Linked DNA regions of Mus musculus: all the other regions are linked to region 1. Evidence: chromatin contacts called from public promoter capture Hi-C data. All regions are on one chromosome and are shown on one strand. Each heading gives the region's core, a stretch centred on a gene start, on an enhancer-like site or on the middle of the called end of the contact. The rest is flanking DNA. Distances are from core to core; before and after follow the strand shown.

Region 1 (4,108 bases), core at 677-3,176:
ACCCGTGTCAGTGCACCCCTCCCCCCAAACACACACACACACACACACACACACACACACACACACACACACACACACACACACGTACTTATTCACTCACACACTTCCCACTTCACCCTTACAAAAGGCATTTTAAAAAGCTTTAGTCATGTCCATACCATAGCAACATAATTATATTTTCGGATAACTTGACGGATTTTCTTCATCTCTTCATCCAGGTTACAAGCCCAAACTTCACAAATTCTTTGGCTATGATCTACGGTTGCTGCTGGCATAGTGACAGCACAAGGAGTCTAGATGTGGAGCATCAAAATGTTATACTTGATTGAAGATTTGTGTCATAAAAATACTTTACCCTTTACTTATGCACCTGTTGAAATAAAAAAACACCAATATCATGAATGTGAATTATAAAACTGGGCTGGTATAAACCTTATTTATACAAAGTTCATGACTCATAACAAAATCAAGTTTTAGACAGTTCCTTTTCTCAAGGTATACAGCTAATATTTAGAGGATAAAAGCACCACACCGCCGATTTCCCAACTGAATATAAATTTCACTAATTAAGATTTGCTCCGAGTTCAATTCACTCCACACAAAACTTTGAACCATTTCAAGCCAAAAAAAAAAAAAAAAATCAACAAAATCAAACGTTTCATAACAGAATGCTTGCTTTTATTCTTCTAACAAAACATTTAAAAATCTTACTCATTCAAAGCAGAGCAGAGGAAACATTTTTCTTAAAAATGTTTTGAAAAGCCATTAGGCAATCTCAGAAACAAATATAGCGGGAGGGAGAAAGAAAGAAAGAAAGAAAGAAAGCAAGCAAGCAGGTAGGCAGGCAGGCAATGAAATGTGTACATTTAAAAATTTCTAATTTCAAAAACTGGCAACCCAAGAGAGACCTCACGTCTCTGCCATCCACACAAGGTTCACGGTATACAATGGTAAGATAATTAATCAGACGGACAGGGACCAAACACACAATAACCCCCGACAAAACCAGCGAGTTAAAAGAGGGTGGCCTGGTGTCCCAAACTCCTAAATGTACGCTGGAGAAAACAAAAGGTGATGCAGGGCACGCCTTCTTTCTTCCTCCCCTCCGTCCTCACACCGGTCCCTACACGCGCTCTACCGACACACTGTACTTTAACCCTGCTTTCCTCCACCCGCTCTTCTCTACTGCGGTCTCAGGGGTCCCTCCAAGGGGCAGCCAAGGCCTTCTCATCCCTGAGGTCGCGCGTCCTCCGTGGGCGAGCAACGTGGAGAGAGCACGGCCGCCTTCATGTCAAGGATAAGTCGCTCGGCTGGCCGCCGGCCAGGAGCAGGGTGCCTATTCGCATGGCCTAGAGCCAGACCGACTACCCCCAAAAACCACTGCCGAGGACGAAAGCCACCGGGGCCCCAAGTAGGCCACCGCCCTCCACTCGCAATTTCCTTCCCACAACGAAGTCCCAGGTACAAAGCGGTGGCGTCATCACTGCGCGCCGCGCCCCTGACAGCCCCCACCCGCCCCCCGCCCGTTAGCACCGCCGTCCCCCCGGGCTCCCCGCCTCCGCCAGTTCCGTCCCACACAGCCACGCTTAGGCGGGCGCCATCGCGCGCGCCAATCTCGGGCTCCCCACTCCCAGCCCCTTTTCCCAAGGCGCCCCAGCACGCCCGGGCCCCCGCCGGATCTACTTGGGTCTCTGAGCTCGCGCTCCTCCTCCTCCTCCTCGCCATAGAGCTAGCACCCGGCGGCGGCGGTGGCGGTGGCGGTACCGGCGGCGGCGGCGGGAGCCCCATAGACGCCTCTCGCCCTGCGAAAGGGGGAAAGGGGAGCTGGAGCGGCGCTCGGCCCAGCGCGGCGACGTCGCTCCTCGCACGTCCCGCCGAGGGCGCGGCCTGATGACGCCGGGCGCCGGGTGGGCGGGGCCCTCCCTCAGGAGGCGGGGCGGGCAGGTGACGAACGCCCCGGCGTTGGAGCAGCTGAGCCGGCAAGGCGACCAGGCCTAGCTAACTGACCCCGGGGTGGTGGTGGCCCGGAGCACACCGGGGTTCCGTCCAGCCGACGAGTCGCCCTTCTCCAGCCGCCCGCAGTGGTAGCTCGGACCCCCGGGGCCAGGGACTCACGAGCGCGGCGTGTGGGAGACGGCGCGGCCCCTGGGCACCCCGTCCGGGCCGTGCTCGATCGCCCGGGAAGCACTGGGCTAAGCGAGGAGCAGCAGGCCAGAACCTTGTAGGGCCTCGGGCCCGGGGACCCGAGGAGGATGAGCTGGCTCTTTCCCCTGGCGAAGAGCGCGTCATCCTCCGCGGCTGGGTCCCCTGCCGGCCTCACCAGTCTCCAGCAGCAGAAGCAGCGGCTGATCGAGTCACTCCGGAACTCCCATTCCAGGTGACGACTGGTGGCTTCGGCCCAGGGTAAAGTAGGACGGGAGGGCGGGCTGCTTGCAAACACACCGTGTGCGAATCCGTAGGCCGCTCCATCAGCTGCCTCCTGTTGATGGGTCTTCCAGTGGGGTTAAGCGCTTGCTTCCCTAGTTTGTGTCCCTGGTGCCCCACCGCTGTTCAGCTCCTCTCTTGACTTGGCTCATCTCCACTGACAAACGGAGTCATCTCTCTTTAATCTGTATACAGCACCCCTAGCTCACACGCTAATTTTCCTTTTGATCTACCTGATTGTAGCATTGCCTTCGAATTGTTAACATGCTAAGAGACAGTTGGAAAGATAATTCCCAACAGTTTTATGAACTGAAAATTTAAACTGTTGCAACGTCAAAGAAAAGGGAAGCCAGTGTTTTTAGTTAACTCTGTCCTGGTGACAATCCTTTTGAGTCTGTAATTAAAGCTCACCCTGTTCCAATAACCTCTTTCTGTCTTGTAATTGTTAGAGTCTTTAGACTTCTCACTTTCTTCTATTTGGCTCCACACTTAGGACTTGCCAGACAACCATCTGCATTATCTGTTGTCTTTTGAGTTTGCTTGTTGTATTGTAGTCAAACTAGAAATACAGGAAATCAGATTATTTCGACTTTTTTTCTTAAATATAAAATTGTTTGCTGCAGTCTTTTTTTTAAATTAGATATGTCCGTGGCTGCTACAGGCTTTCAAATATTAGAGCTGCTTTGCGATATATGGATTTTACAATTAACTAACAGCTTCACAGCACATTTTATAAAGCATATTAGAGATCAACATGATTAAACTCTAGACTTTCAAAAACCTTGTCACATTATACACATTATAATATGTTATACAATATAATTATGTATGTATACATACCTACTCACACATCCATGAGATAATAACATCAAGTTATTGAACACACCATCAAGGGCTATTTTTGTGTTACACATCTATTTTCTTCCCAAGCAAGTAAGCTATAACCTAAAAAAACATTGTCTAAAGAAAAATTCACTACAAAATCAGTTTGAATGAGGCCTGTTGCTGACTGAACTGAGTTTCTTGGTTGTCAACTTCATTTTTGGTTGTAGGAAAGTTTCAAAAAGTCATTTACTGTCTTTTTAAGTAGAAAAGAGTAGCTATCCTTTATTGTTGGTTTCACTGTGGAAAATTCAACTCATAAAGTTGTCCCACTTTGTCGGGTGTGATGGCTTTTCCCCACTCATGGTAAGGTCATGATCCATGCCTGCTCTTAAAGCTTTGGGTTGGCTACACGAGAGAACAAAATAGACTTGTGTAAGCCAAATTTTATGTGGTGTGGAGCTTTCATAAACGAAGACCCCGAGTCCCAGGGAAACCTTTTTGTCTTAGGAGTAGGCAGTGGGTGGGAGAGTGTTAGGACAAAAGGGCACGATCTAATGGTGGTAGACTGAAATGGAGGAAACTAGCAAGTCCTAGATTTGAGGTGTGCTTGCTTGTTTGGTTTTGGTTTTTCTAAACAGGGTTTCTCTGTGTAGCTCTAGTTATCTTGGACTTGGCGCTGTAGGCGCCTTGAACTCAGGGATTTGCCTCTCTGCCTCTCAAGTGCTGCCTGCCAGTCTCCCTATTCTTAACTCTTCTGTGCAGCATTCCTTCTGCCCTGTTAGAGGGACAGAGCCCCTCTAGAAAGAGGATTTTCTAAGAGTGGCCTTTCTAGGTGTTAGGTTTCTTTTATCATCCATGA
Region 2 (4,108 bases), core at 819-3,318, about 14 Mb after region 1:
GCTGATCAAAGAAGCTTCATTAGGCTCCATCTGACCAGACAGACAGGTGATAAAACGCTGACATAAGTTGTCATCAGTGGCCCTCTGAACAAACCACTGCAGATGCAACGTCCTTTGAAACATAGGAGGTGTTTGTTTGTTTTCTCTCCTAAGAGATGAGAGATTATTTGAGATTGAAAACAGGCTATTTCTGGGCAGGCTGAGCTCTGGCGAGTTTTTCCTTCTCTAACCAAAATGATTTAACTGTATCTTTTCTTTCCTACCTTCAACTTGCTGTTTAAACGAAGACTTAAGATATACGCACATGACTCCCAGGCTGGGGTGGAGTCATACTCCCTCTTCCCCTTCTCCTACACTCGCATCTCATTTCAAATGTACAGAAAAGGCAATGCCAGGCTTTCTTGAAGGATATCAGCTGTTATATCAAATGTGATGAATCCCAGGTCACTTCTTTCTCTAGGGCCCGTGAAGTCTTCTACATTTTTTCTAGAAGTAAAGATAAAAGTTTTACCATCCCTCACAGTATCACACTAAACGTACACAACTTGAAACAGGAAGGGCTCCTTGTGTGCAGAAGTCACACCCAAGTTTAACAGCGAAATCGTAAACTTAAGAGTAAGCTTTTGTCTGAAAATAAATATTATAATTCAATACAAGAGAAGGCAGTCAGTGGTTTTCATCTGCCTAACGAGGAGCCCTGAGAGAACACAAGGGAAGAGAAAAAAATAAAACTAAAAAGAAAAACGGAAACACAAATACTTTATGCGGAGCAGGCCACAAGATAATCTGGAACGCAGCACCTGATTATAAGCACATGCCATATGTCAGAGCCAACATGCACTTTCCACAATTATCTGAAATCCATACAACAATCCTTCCAGTGACTTTCTTCACTTACAACAAATGTTAACACCTGCGACTGCAAGAAACCTGTTTAAGATCACAATGTTTAATATGTTTCAAGTTTATCTAGGTCACCACAGAAGGTGATGGCAGGGCCGGTATCTAAGCTACGTCTATTTAAATCACCAATAGTACCTAACAAAAAGTGTTGGGGATAAAAATGAAAAATCAAAAGCAGCAGCAGTAGTAAGAGGAGACACTTACTGGTGATTCTGACAAACAAATTAGTAAACCAAGGCTAAAAGAACGGGCAGATTGTAGAGGACAGTTCACACAGAGCATACAGGAATTAAAACCACTGCGTGAAAGATAAAAGTGCCAGAAAAATGGAGGGAAATGCTATAAATAAAACAGGCAGTACGGGAAAAGAACAGTCATTTCGAAATTCTATTTTTAATGTCTCCTAAGACTTATTCAGGTTGCTGGCTAAAGAATGACGTTAAAAATAACAAGAAACTGGGATGTTTAAACCGCCCCTGTGCATCCTGCACATCCTAACTTCAAGGCAGCAGCTGCCAAGTAGTGTGTCCACGAGGGACAGACAGACGTCTTCAGGGACTGTCAAAGAGAACCAACTGGGGCTGGACGTGACACCAGAGCCACCCACCGAGGCGCCTGGATGGACACCCAGGCCAGGGGGGACTGGGGACTGGCTGAGGTCCCCACGCGCGCTTGCAGGCGGGGAGGCGCCGGGCGGAAGCGCGGGTGTGGGTGTGCTGTTGTGTTGCTCCCTCATTGGCCCGGGTGGGTGAGGGACGTGCAGAACAGGAAGGAAGGGGAGCGCTGACCCAGGCCACTCGGGAGACGACCGCGCAGGGCTGGGGTCTGAGGGCCCCGGGACGCGCGTCCGCGGAGTGGACGGCCCGCGGCGAAGCCCTCGGGGACCGCGCACACAGCCCCGGGCGGGGCCGGCCGGCCGGCCGCACTCACAGCATGATCCGCGAGACGTGCAGCCGCACTGGGACGCTCCTGTCTTTGAAGGCGGTGGTGATGAAGCAGCCGAAGGTGAGCGCCGCCATCACGCTCAGCGAGAAGGCGAACAGGGAGTTCGCGCGCGACAGGACGGTGTTCATCGTGGCGACCTTTCCCTCCCGGGCCCCGGCTCCCACACTCGCACTTCAGGCTCTGCTTCCCGCGGCCGACCAGTCCCCGCCCACCCGCGCATCGGGTGCGCACGTCCCGCCCCGCCCCCTTTCCGGTCCTCCGACGGGAGCGCGCACGCTCCCACACCCTCTGGGTCCCACCCACTGGGCGGCCGTGCACGCGCCGGAAGGCGGTGCTTTCAGTGAATCCGCCAATCATCAAAGAGCACGGGGGTTGGGCTTTGCCACGGGGGTGTGGGGGGAGACCCGCCTCCTCCACTGCTCAGTTGTTCCATGGCCTCTGTGGCTTGGTAGGGAAGTAGCATTTTGCGAGTTGACCTTCAGTTAAGTTTATAGGGACAGCGGCCCCTTAACTGTTCTGTGGTAGTCACTTTTCAAAACGCGTGGTCCCAGCTCACCTCTATCAAAGCTGGTAAAGTTGGACATTTTTGGAAAGGAGGAAAAATGAAATCAATCAGGCACCTAAATAGCAGTCAGGGACACCAGTGTTGGTATGCAGCCTTCGCACTAGACAATTAGTCAAATCCCTGTTGCTTTGCTTTCAACAGAGAACCGAACCTCTACTTAAGTTACGTGTTTTATACCACAATCCCAAATATTTCCACTTATCCAAAATAGGTTGTTGTACAACAGCTGCTGTAAACCATGAAACGGTGTTAATGAGAAACTGATATTGATTAAACTCCTCTCAGTCATTACCATGCAATTAATTTTCATACAGCATACAGGCAGGATCATTAAGAATTGCCTAGTGCATATTCTAGGCCTCGAATGGAGAGTGTAACAGAATAGACCCTGGCTCAAATAGAATAGAGCCAATAAATGAAATATGTAGCAGTTATAGTCAGAGTGGTCTTTAGATGTGTTTAAAACCTTGGTTATTCAATCTCTCGGGTAGCCACACTGTATTCAGTGAAGGAAGGTTTTAATAAATAGTTACTGTGCTGCAAGTGAGACACAAAAGTATATTGATCACTTTGTATAAACCCTACTGAGGTTTATAACTGAGTAAAGTTATCAAAATCAAAGCAGCAGCTTAAATTATAAAACAGGTATAAATACTGAGGGATGCTACATAGTGCTAGAGACAAAATGAGGAAGCCATGTATGTGGTGAGACAGAACAAATCAACCCACACACTACCTAGTATTATTACTATAGAGTAACTTAGAGAAAGGATGCCTCTTGTTACAGATGATGAGTGCCAGGATACATGCTATGAAATATACTGAACACTTAGAGGTATATGTAAGACACACCCAATAATCTGTTCCCAGTAGGTAAAGAAGTACCTGTGAAACAAAAGACTGAAGTGTACCTGGGAAAGTAATGGCCTGTTGGATGCTGTGGAGATATTTAATCTCAATTGGGGTCTTAACCCCACCTTTGATCATTCAGTTCCTGGATAAAAAGACACACACAACCTTTATATGTATATTAAACTCTAAGCAGCATAAAAGCTGGGCAGATATCCATCCTCTGTGGTATTAGAATCTACTTTCCTATCAATAACCCAGAGTTTTTACTTACTATGTTTCATGTGGGCTGCTTGTAACTCCAAGCCCACAGGGCCATGACTCCTAACCCTTGTTAACTTTCTCTTCCTCCTTTCCTCTTCTCTCTGCTTGTGCTTCTCCCAACAACAACAACACCCCCTCCCCCAGAGCCCGAGAACCATAAAACCTGCTTATGTCTCTTCTGCCCAGCTATTGGCTGTCAGTATCTTTATTCACCAATGAAATAACTTGGGGGCAAGGTCACACAGCTCACTAGGTTTAGACTCCCTCTTCTCCAAGTCTTGGGGACCCACACTTAGCATTACAATACAAGCAAATGGCCATACCTCAACAATTATAGAAAACCTGTCTGTGAATACTGTAGAGAAAAATGAAATCATGAACTTTGCACATAGTGATGCAACTAGAAAACATCATACCGAGGAAGGTAACCCAGACTCTGAAAGAGAAACTTCACATGTTTTTGTTGTTGTTGTTGTTGTTGTTTCTCATTGGATGCTCCTAGTTCCAAATTTTCCAATGTAAATGCATAGCTTGTAGAAACCAAGAAAGCAAAATAGGAGCATTAAAAGGCTGGGGAGTTGG
Region 3 (4,108 bases), core at 1,184-3,683, about 13 Mb after region 1:
AAATAGAACTAAGTGGTGCGTTTTAAGCTTGAATAAAAATTATCATATAGCTTTTATATCTTTTAAAATCAATAGCAATGTATAGCTGTTACATACAATTAATTATTGAAATAAGAAATGAGGTAGATACTAAGAAAACGGCAGGCCATGTTTTACAAGTTTACCATGTATTGTTAACAGATGTCCATTTTAATTTAGAAGTACATCAAAATCAAGCAAAAGGCTGCAGTTACATTAAGAAGCAATGAAAGATCAGTATTCACCAAGTAGCTAAAAAGAATTAATAGTCATACAGAAGCAATCCAACTATCCAAAGTTATCTAACGTCCATAGGATGTAGGTTGTAGCTGTAGCAATTTTTCTAAGCATATACAAAATGAGTTTACTGAGTACCATAGTGGCTGAGTACCACAACAGCCACCAAAGATGGTGTATATTTTGAGACTGCACATTATTTTCAGTACAAATGCCCATAGAAAGTAGGCACATTGAGACTTTCAAATATTCCTATTACAATATATTTTATCTATTTTATCTTTCTTACGTTTTCTCTCTCTCTCTCTCTCTTTCTCTCTGTGCATGTGTGTGTGTTTGTGGTATGAGTGTGTGTGAGAGAGGGAGGGACAGAAACAGACAGACAGACAAAGACACACCCAGAGACACAAGCACAAAGAAAGATAGAGAATACTGGCTAAGTTACATTCCCTAATGGATACAATTACAAGGTTTTAGGATTTAGAAAATCTTGCCATTTAAATCACATTTCCTTCAAGCTAAGAGATTTGTAAGGCCTACTGTTTATACTTGGAGATGAGACAGGGATGCTAATATTATACAGTCCGAGACAGAAGCACCCAGTCTTCTTGAAGTAAACACTGATCATGTGTTGTTTCTAACATCCTTGTTTGAGCTGTCCTTAGGAATATACATAATCTCTGCAGACTAAAAGCTTTATCAGTTTTGTTGAAGTTTCATGATTCTCAGGCAGGAAAGGAAAATTAGATCCCAAGAGGGAGGGTCCCCATCCCCCCAATTTTCTTCCCTTAAATTTGCCTGCCTTGCTATCCTACCTCTGTGTGAGTCTAGGTTCTTTCAGCTGGAGAAATTATATTGCCCAAAACGAGCTTCAGGAACCATGACTAGTTTACCATGTATTATATTTTATAATTCTTGAAGGCATGTCTCGGTTCTTTGAACTTATAAATAACAACTCAGGTGCTATGGAAAATTAATTCCGAAGACAATAAGTGTTTTCCTTGCTTTCTTATTCCGTTTCATCCATCTTTCTCATCTCACCTAGCAAGAGCTTTATGCTCATTAGCACAGCACAAATAGTTTGGTCCTCCTCCAAAACCCCATAGAAGGATCATGTGTCGTTTCTTTTTAATTACACCTAACTTTTTAATAGCACTTGCCTGCCTGGGGATGATTCTAGGATATCTTATGCTGTTTAAATTGCAGATTCAGTTTCCGTGCAATGAGAACCTTGAAGACTCTCTAAGCCTCACAACTCTCACCTAGTTCATATTTTACCAGTCTGGATAGATTTATAGATGCTCTTTAAAATTATGCCTTCCTTGAGCTACATGGACAAGCATCCCAGAGTCCCAGTGGGATTACTGGTCCATGCTCACACATCTGCACAGCAACTGAATTATCAAAATGAGCAGCCGGTACCATGCATGTAAAGCTCCCATTTCTCCTTTTATTCAAACATTTATTTAGTACTTAATGGTGCCAGGCACAAAGATAAAATAAAATACCTTCAGAAAAGACTGGAATTAGACTTCTTGGCTGGAGGCAAGGAATCTGCACTTCAGTGGGCAATGTACAGGGTACGTTTCTGTTTGCCCAGCATGTCCTTTCCCTGCAGCTCAGGGATTTGTAACTAAAGGACGTCCTACAAAAACCTGTGGTGAAGAAAGGATGTAAAAGTCTGTGTCGAAAATGCCTCAAACAGCTAGGTCCTAAGCAAGAGCACTTCTCCTATACTCTATAGTCATTTTAAAAATTTAATGAAAGTCCAGGGTAGATTATAGATCGGGCTGGCTGTCTACCTTGAATTTGCAGTTAAGATGGCAAATGCATAAAACTCATATAATATCTTATCAGTTATCTGAGTTTTCAAGCATCGTGCGACTAGGGTAACATATTTTCATATTCATTTTCAATAAGGTCAATCTCCCTTTAAAAAATGGGCTAAGCACTAAAAGTACTAGTATTATATGTATGTATCTTTTCACAAAGAACTAAAAAGAGGTCGACAGACCAGACCACTAAAGAAACAGTATCAGATTTGTAAAAAGAAAAAAGAAAAAAAGGAAAAAAAGAAAAAAAGAAAGAAAAAAAAAAAAAAACCTTCACTGGGCCAATAGAAGGCCTCGTTGTCTCGCGAGAGTTGAGGAAGTTGGGGATGAGACTAAAGGGAATCACGAGTCTGCCTGAGTCTGAGCTGGTGGAGACCTTTCTCGCGCTGGCCGGCTGGGCGCGCGGCCGGCGGGGACTTTTTTCACGCTGCTCGGCGGGTCACTCAGCTATGGAGCGGAAGTCGAATCTGTCTCTGCTTCTCCTACTGCTGGTCCTGGGCATGCCCCTGGTGCGGGGCTCCAGCCCTCTGCCCCTGGTCGTCAACACTTGGCCTTTTAAGAATGCCACTGAAGCAGGTGGGGAGCGGCAGCCCGGGGCGGGTGGCTGCACTGTGTGAGCTCCTCTGCAGGAAGCTGCACTCAGTCCCTAAGGTTGCAGGAGGGAACCCGCTGCAGAAGGCCGAGCCTCCTCTCCTTCCTGCATCTCTGACTTTACACCAGACCCTCTCCATCTTCCCTGCCCCTGCTGCATTTTAGGATCTGGTGTATTGTTCTGCTTCCTGCACCACCTTGTCTGACCTCTAACATTGGGCCTCTTAGCTATACTTGTACAGGGTCACCTGCCTCACTTTTTGTGGCAGTCTTTTGCCACAAAGTTTTTCCTCCACTCTACACTTCTTGTGATAGCCTCCTTCCTGTTTCTCCATTATCTTCTGGATTCCAGTTTAGGAAACAATTGATAATTTCCTACGGATGCATATGTATTTGATCAATGTTTGTGACGCTGCCCTTATCACTTATACATTCAAATTATCTTCAGTGTTTCTTGGGATTGTACCTTATTGCCCCCAACCTTGACACCCTTGAGACTGCTATCACATTAAATGTTCGTGGACACTGTTGGATCCAGAATCCAGTGCAGAAAAAATCTGTATGTTATCGGGGATGTGTGGGAAGCAGAGTTAGTGAGAAATCAGACCAAGAAAGAGACCTCCTAACAATAACCAAACAAAGAAATTCCACCTTTATATGCATGGTATGATTCTGTGAAAGTTACTAGTATTGAAGTTGGGGAGGGGAGACTTCTTAAAACCAACATCCATGGAATTATAAGTAAAACGTCTTTCCTTTCAATACCTACCCACTCGATACTCAAAGAACACCACAAAACACAAACAAGAAACGTGGACACCTTAGAGAAATGCCTTTTTGAAACTGGGCAACTTCTGAAATATACTGTGTGGCCTTGAATGAATTACTTCATCCATGTCTGTGCTTTTCTTCTGAAAATGAGAATTATAATTATAAAATATTATCTCAGAAGCTGCATGAAGGTGAGATTAATTCACCCACATGAAGTCATTTGCCACTGTAATACTCTGCTGAGGCTTGCTGGGATACTTGTTCTCATTGAGAGTGTGAAATATGCATATTTTAGTAATCTAATGAGTGACATATGCCTGTAATTTCAGCTCTCAGGTAGCTGTGGTAGGAAGACCCAGACTTGTAGACATGCCTAGACTTGTACATGGATTTTCATTTGGGCTTAGGGCTAGATGGCAAGACCCTAGCTCACAAGATGAGAAAAACAGAAATGAAGAAATGTTAAGCTGTAATTCAAAATACTTTAAAGTTCAACTGTCTCCAAATAGTTTCAGTTATCTCTCTTAAAGATGGCATATTTTTTACACAGAGAAAAATAGTTACTGATAAGTTTTTTAAATAGTTTCCACTAAGAGCCAACCTCTTTGAATTCTTTATAGTAAGGAGTCATATACTTTGGTCTGTATCATTCTAATTTC

What was found. Promoter capture Hi-C pulls out the DNA fragments that hold promoters and counts their contacts.
Region 2: a promoter capture Hi-C map of pre-B cells shows a contact between it and region 1, with 2.3 times the contacts expected there. The contact joins the promoter of Spcs3 here to the promoter of Vps37a in region 1. A contact is called at or near these places in 2 of 39 promoter capture datasets (liver and pre-B cells).
Region 3: a contact with region 1 is called in a promoter capture Hi-C map of pre-B cells, with 4 times the contacts expected there. The contact joins the promoter of Aga here to the promoter of Vps37a in region 1. A contact is called at or near these places in 2 of 39 promoter capture datasets (cranial neural crest and pre-B cells).

The regions. Positions count from the first base shown.
Region 1 is chr8:40,509,857-40,513,964 of GRCm38.p6, forward strand. It overlaps Vps37a (vacuolar protein sorting 37A), which reads left to right and starts at 1,927. Exons shown (of 12, transcript NM_033560.3): 1 at 1,927-2,377. The coding sequence starts at 2,253. Cnot7 (CCR4-NOT transcription complex, subunit 7) reads right to left here and starts at 1,898. Exons shown (of 7, transcript NM_011135.5): 1 at 1,684-1,898; 2 at 159-370. The coding sequence starts at 275.
Region 2 is chr8:54,527,930-54,532,037 of GRCm38.p6, forward strand. It overlaps Spcs3 (signal peptidase complex subunit 3 homolog (S. cerevisiae)), which reads right to left and starts at 2,069. Exons shown (of 5, transcript NM_029701.1): 1 at 1,834-2,069; 2 at 413-486. The coding sequence starts at 1,976.
Region 3 is chr8:53,509,269-53,513,376 of GRCm38.p6, forward strand. Aga (aspartylglucosaminidase) reads left to right here and starts at 2,434. Exons shown (of 9, transcript NM_001005847.2): 1 at 2,434-2,663. The coding sequence starts at 2,537.